Regions from separate parts of the Anser cygnoides genome. Here region 2 is linked to region 1. Evidence: chromatin contacts called from public Hi-C data. All regions are on one chromosome and are shown on one strand. Each heading gives the region's core, a stretch centred on a gene start, on an enhancer-like site or on the middle of the called end of the contact. The rest is flanking DNA. Distances are from core to core; before and after follow the strand shown.

The links. A called contact is a pair of places that touch in the nucleus more often than the background predicts.
Region 2: a Hi-C map of granulosa cells shows a contact between it and region 1, with 2.5 times the contacts expected there. The contact joins the enhancer-like site here to the promoter of FLRT3 in region 1. A contact is called at or near these places in 4 of 7 Hi-C or Micro-C datasets (granulosa cells and liver).

What each region holds. Positions count from the first base shown.
Region 1 is chr3:3,758,592-3,762,029 of Taihu_goose_T2T_genome, forward strand. FLRT3 (fibronectin leucine rich transmembrane protein 3) reads left to right here and starts at 1,537. Exons shown (of 3, transcript XM_066995335.1): 1 at 1,537-1,702. The region is part of intron 3 of MACROD2 (mono-ADP ribosylhydrolase 2); the gene reads right to left.
Region 2 is chr3:3,827,161-3,830,598 of Taihu_goose_T2T_genome, forward strand. All of the region lies in intron 3 of MACROD2 (mono-ADP ribosylhydrolase 2), which reads right to left. Among named protein-coding and RNA genes, the nearest start is that of MACROD2, 39 kb to the right of the region's middle. Within about 2 kb of position 1,906, at least 2 of the 3 cell types and tissues checked have open chromatin away from gene starts, as enhancers often do.

The sequences.
Region 1 (3,438 bases), core at 287-2,786:
TGTGCCCATTGGAATTCTCCAGGAATACTAACTGTAATTTCTAACTGCTGCCACAAGCACTGGGCCAGACTTGGAACAGCACCAAAAGGTAGCTGAATGAGCACCATAGACAACTTTTATGAATATCCCAGAGTATATGCTAAGGTTTAGTGATACGGCACAGTAATATAGCACCGCAATCAGGTAACTAATGCAACTAAGTGAGGCGTGAGCAATACCAAATACACAACGCTTTTGAAAAATGATGCTATAATCTTAACGGAGTCTCTGTTAAAAGACCTACTCGTTATTCAGAGCATCTCAAAATGCTTCGTTACCAGTCCATTGTCCTGCCCCACACAACCGAACACACTCTGTAACACCAAGTATACTTATGTCTGTGTAGTACATGTGCATATGTACACAAACGGACAGGCGTAAAATGTGTTATATATACATTAAAATTTATAAGCAATACAGCTCTGCATACTGAGCTGATTAGGGCACAGCTCACCCTGCCAGGACTGTCAACAGAGACCCCTGTACCTTAACTTGAAGTGAACTTCTTATTAGTTTTTACTGTCCTTGGGGAAAGATTAGAACTGAAGCGATAAAGCAATAAATAAATAAATCCCTTTCCCTTGTTGTCGGGGAAGACCAATCCAGGATTTCTTTTTTAAACCTTTTGAATAAATATGGAACATATAGAGCGTTTCAAATATAACGTTTCAAACACCTAAATATCACGCATGACAAGCAGCATTAAATAATCTATTAAAATTCTCTTTAAAAAGGGTGAGACTGGACTCTTCCTAGTTTGTTTTTGATGAAAGGAGAACAGACGGACTTCCAATGTCCAGGCTTTGGAAGGAAAGTGCCGCTTTCCAGGGCTTTCCACGGGCCTCGGGGAAATGGAGCTCCTGGAGCGAGGCCTTGAGCCAGCAGCACTGGGAGCGGGGTGGGCACGGCTGGTGTGGGGACCCTGTGCCCCCTCATGACAGGACGTGCGCTGAGGTAGGGGGCGGAGAAGCCCACCTCGTCTGTAATTACTGAGAGAGATAATTATCGAGCTATGAATAAACGGAGATTTAGTGGGGGAGATTTGGCTTTATGGGTGAACATCTGGGGAAGACGCTTCGCGGGTTGCCCTGTGGCTACCAGAAATGCCAGGTGTTGTTAGAAAAGCAACCCGCCCTGACGCAGCCTGCGGCCCCCCACCCCTTCAGCACTCGTTTATGGGGGGGGAGGGGGGGGCTAGAAAACACACAAACGCTTTTTAGCCGTTTTTTATTTTATTTCCCATCTTCCTTAACGCTCGCACAACACCTAACGCCCCCCAACCCTCCAACACACCAAAACCCTCTCGTTTCACCCAGCCCCCCTCATTCCCGCCCCCCCCCGGCCACGGCGCCGCCGGCTGCTCCCCCTAGCGGCGGCACCGCGCCCCCCCCGCCCCCCGCCCCCTCCAGGCCCCGCCTCCTCCAGGCCCCGCCCCCTCCCCGTGGCCCCGCCCCCCCCGGCGGTGACGTGTGCGGCCCCGCCCCCGCGCGCTGCCCGCTGCCGCCGCGACTTGAGGGCGCGCGCCCGGCTCCGCGCGGCTCCGCGCAGCTCCCGGCACCGCGCCGGGATCACGCGCGCCCGCACCGCCGCCGGCCCGGAGCTCGGCCCCTCTCCTGCCCCCACGCCCAAAGGCAACGATAAAAAAAGTCTCCGCGCCCCGCAGGTAAGTGCGGGGGCTTACGCGCTGCCTCCGCGCGGGTCGGGCTGCGGGAGGACGGGGGAACGGGGAGCGCGGGAGCCCCCCGCGGGGGTGCGGGTCCCCGGCGAGTTCTGGGCGACTTCGGGGCCGGAGCCTCCTGCCCTGCCCCGGTAGCCTCGGCTCCCCCCGCACCCCTCCTCGTCCTCACCCCCTCCCCAAAAATCCCCGTCCCCAGCGCGGCCGGCCGCAGCCTTTTGTTTTCCCATCGCCAGCCCTGCAACTTCGCCTCTGCGCCGAGCCGGTCCTGCGGCGGCGGGCAGGGCTGCTCCTTTTAGTGTTAATTATTTCTATTAATTATTATTAATCATTGCATGTCCCCCCCCCCCCCCCCCCGCTGCTGGCGAGGCGCGGCAGGAGTTGGGCGAAGCGCTGCAGCCCGCGGGGCGCCCACGCGGTCCCGATCCCAAACCCGGTCCCGATCCCAAACCCGGTCCCGATCCCAAACCCGGTCCCGATCCCAAACCCGGTCCCGATCCCAGTCCCTGTCCCGGTCCCTATACCCATCCTGATCCCAGTCCCAGTCCGGATCCCAGTCCCGGTCCCGATCAGGTCCGGAACCCCAAGGAGCAGAGGAGGGAGAGGCCAGGGACTTTAAAAAACACCCCTTAATTATCTTGACCCCAATATTTGATTTTTTTTTTTTTTCCCCTCCTCGCCTGGAAGATGCTGCCCGAAAAGACGGGAGCATGAATTACTGCGCACCCTCGGGCGCCCGGGGATGCGGCGTCTTAACGAACGGTGCTTTGAGTTAGGGCGAAAAATGCTGAATTAGAGTGAAAAATGCGTTTGTCAGTTCGGGCGTGCGGAGAGAGGAATTATCTGCTGCGAAACACAGATCTGTGTGTGCTGTCCTTGTCCATACATGCCACGCAGCGGGTCGTGTTGGAGGTTTTGGTGCCCTTCCCTTCCTCCCTCCCCCCCCCCCCAAATACCCTCAAGTTTCCTTTAATTTATTCCCAAACCATACAATACAGCCCTGTGTAAGATCGGTTTTCAAATACTTCATAAACAAAAGGTACGCCGGGGTTTATACGGGGCCAATTATCCTAAAATATACTGAGGTTATTCTAATCGTCCTATTCGTGCTGCTGTCGAGCTTTTCCATTTCTCCATCGACGTTTAATCACTTCTAAAAGCTGTATTTATTTTTCCTGCCTTCCCTGCTCCTCCTGTACACCAGAAACGGTGACCGAGCCTCGGTGTACATTTAAAATGTTAATTCTCCTTTTTTTTTTTTTTTTGGTACATTTGTACCACTTCATTTTAACCGGAGAGTGACCAGATAAATACCGCTGTTAATGCAGCCAGCACAGGAAATAAGATTCTGTAAAGTCTCTGAAAGGGTGATTTATTTTATTTTAATTCCCCCTTCGGAGGCCGCCTCTGTTTTTCTCAACAGGAGACTTTGGTGTAATTAAAGCAGAGAAAACTGGACAGCAGCAAAAAACATCTGACTTGTGGCTCTTAAAAGCACGGTTTTTGCAGCGTGTACCACCCCCCAGTGGGCAAAAAAACTCCGTAGTAAACTCGCAGCGAGCTTTCATCTTCGGAAATAAAAGCGTGCGTGTTGCAGCCAGAACGAAATAAAGGTGCACGTCTGGGGATTTTGCTTTGGGGTTTTCTTTGGGGTTTCCCTCGGCACCCTGTCGCTCTGGGCGGGAGGCAGCAGAAGCGGAGGCTGCAGTTTGCAAACTTGGCGC
Region 2 (3,438 bases), core at 656-3,155, 69 kb after region 1:
TCATAGGCATGTTCCATTTGCTAGCTTTCCAAGGAAATTTACAACTTTAACATAGAGCTAAAAAAAAAAAATTCTCACGTTAGTGAAGCAAAAATTAATAAGAAGCATTTATCCCCTTTCCGACCTGAAAAGGGGATTTTTACTTTGCACAGCTTTGAATGCCAAACCTAGGATCTTCACGTCCAGTTACAGACACGGGATAAAACGGCTCCATGAATTGCATGAACAAAGCGAAGCTGTTGGACCTGCTTGCAGGGATGTTTTCTTCTTCGTTTTTTCTTCCCCCCTACTTGCAGCTTGCGCCATTCTAGACAAGAAAGTGACCATCTGGCAGAAATTCCAGACATATTAGCAGCCATAACTACTTCCAGATTAAACAGCGTTATCGTGTCGCTGTAAAACACGAACCCCACTTAGGGATTCTGCCTGCCTGACATGGCCACTTTACCCACGTGCTTAACCGAGACAGAAAGGAGCTGGACAACCTGCTGTTGCCTACGGTCAAAATTATCAGGGGGGCAGGAAAGGAGACACTTCAAAGTACTTATTTTTTTTTTTCCTCCTAGCTGTACTAATCTAAGCCCCTATTCCCCACAGTTTTTTGTTAAATTGCACAAGATTGCCTGCCCACTTTGGAGAATGAGCTGTGGGATTAAGAGCAGAGCGTGCAGCAGCACATGCAGCTGCAAGTAACAACCAAGAGGCTGCCCTGGCCACAGCCTGATCCGCAGAAACCGCTGGTAATCCGCTGTGTGCACAGGGGTCAGGGTGACTTCACACTTCTTTGGAGTGCCTTCCAGCAGAGCATTAAACAACACACCCAAGCTCATTACCAGCTTCATTCTTTGCACAATGCGCAGGTACAGAAATACACAGTTTTTTTTCTGCTGGATTTTGGTGTTGGAAGTTATTGCTTTGACCTGTAAGCAAATACATATTTTCAATCTCACACTTAAGATAGAAGGTGCTTGGATCCGTAATGGCCCTTCCTCCCTGTATGAAACCCCACAGCTTTAAACCTGTCCCTAAGGAAACCACTCCCTGCATGGCTGAGCCTTTATTCTCATAGCAGAAACTCGCAGCATGCTCGCTGAGGAGAATTGTCAGCTGCAAACTTCATCCATGAGAAGACATTATGGATTTCCCACTATAGTTCAGACTGCAATTCTCATCAGAGGATGAACTTAATTAAAATAAGACAGGACAGTAGAAGTAAAAAGAAATCTTTTAATTACTTTTTTTTTTTTTTTTTACAGTTTTGGATTTGCCCTCAAGCTAGACATCCAAACTGCCTCAGCCTTTTCCAAAAATATTAAAAGAATTTAACCGTAAGAGGTTTTCCTGGCCAAGCAGAAAAGCATTAAATATCCAGAAGGATTACTACTTGCAATTTGTGCATCTCTACCAAAGAACAACGTGCAGGAACACGGAAAACAAACGCCATATATTTTGGGAAGCGGAACTAAGGCTTTTGGATCAAGCAAATTAAAGCATCTGCAAGCAATGAATTCACCACCTCTCTTCCACACACAGGCCCACGTCTCCCTCCACGCACCCACCAGCGCAAAGCTGGGAAGCCCAGCCCCGCGTTACTGCAGAGAGGCTCCACGAAATGCTGGTGATGCCAACTCATCAGCGTGGCAACCCCACGTCGGCTCCTTGCTTGGCCAAAGAAAGGCAGCCCCGCTGCAAAGCTTCGTGACACGATGCTGTCTCTCCTGGGGCACCCAGGTAGCGGGCTGACAAGCCGCCGGGTCATCACTCCTTGCAGGAGCAGGGCAGCGGGGCGCAGCACAAAGAAAATAGCAGGGGAACTGGCTCGAGTTGCCCAGGATACAGCGAAGCAACGGGATGAAAAATGCAGGGTCGCCCAGCAGCAGCGGGGCGAGAGCCCGTGCCGCGCAGAGCCGGGCTCACAGCACACTCTAGCGACCCAAAAATCTCCACGATAAATTCAGGGCTGTGCTCAAAGGGACTCGAGTGCAGAGGTTTGAACTCTTCGCCCATTTATAAACGTCTGATGCTTGTTAGGAGGCAAAAGGGCAGCCAAATGTCGGTCTGGGATCACCAACCTTTTGCTCCCAATATAATACAAAGGCGGTGATTTTTATACACAGCCGGTTTCTTGGGATCAGATATAAACGCCAATAGTTAATCAATTATGAGTTACTGCTTTGTGCTCCGTTCCCCTGGCTAAACATTGGCGTGCATCAGACGGTTGCTCCGTGCCTGCCTGCAGAACCCCGGCCACGCTCACCACACCAGGGCTCGAGCAGTGCTGCACCAGAAACCCTTGCGCAACGACACCACGCTCAGATCTGGGCACACGGGGACATCTTTTCTCATTCCTGGGCTATGAGTGTATCCTGGATTATACAACACAACCAAACATCAGGGGGTTGGTTTGTCGGTGGTTTTTTGTTGTTGGTTTTTTTTTTTGACTCGCAGGTGGTTCAGTTGCCCCAAGTGAGAATAAGTTACTGCTTAATCACTTGTTCACAACGTCACAAGTAGCCAAGAACCACAGCCTGCTCCCCCCCTCCTTTGCAAGCATTTTACAGTTGCCTTGTACATGCCATGAACAAAAAATGTATTTTTTTTTGAACTTGAAAGCACAGTTTCAAGCTGCACTCCTTTACTATGGCTGGAAGGCTGAAAGAGTTCTCCCTGAGTGGCTGGCTGACTTCAGTTTTCATGTTTGTGGCTGACTTCAGTTTTCATGTTTGTTCAGGACAATCTCGGGTTGGCAGTTTCCAAAGGAGCAGGTCACACATACAGACTGGTCCCTCTCATTCAGAGAGGTGTTAATTGCCTTTATTGCCCAGAAGCTCCCAAATTGCTGAATGATTACAGTCCCAACCCACAACACCCTGGTCAAACCACCACTTCCCATTCCCTCCCACTTGCATCCTTGGCACATCCATGGGTTCTCATGAATTCAAAGCATCCTTTTCTTAGAGCCCTTACTGAAAGAACCTGACAATCTGTAGGCACTGCCTTAATCACTAACATTTGAGTCAGTGGAGTTGCAAGAAGAGTTTGGGTTAATTCAGACCCAAACCACTAGCACTTTCTTCCAACCATGCCCATCTGCATTTAAGTCCCAGCTTCCTTATCCCATTGTTTCCCTCTTTCCTCATCTTCCTCCCTATTCTGTGTCCTTATTTCTTATTTTTGGGCAACCTCTTTTCAGTGGTTTGTGGGGACAGGACAAGAGGTAATGGCCACAAAATTGAGCACAGGAAGTTCCGCACCAATATGCGAAAGAACTTCTTCACAGTGAGGGTGACGGAGCACTGGATCAGGCTGCCCAGGGAGGTTGTGGAGTCTCCTTCTCTGGGGATATTCAAGGCCCGTCTGGATGCCTACCTGGGCAGCCTGCTCTAAGGAACCTGCTTTGGCAGGGGGGTTGGACCTGATGATCTTTTGAGGTCCCAT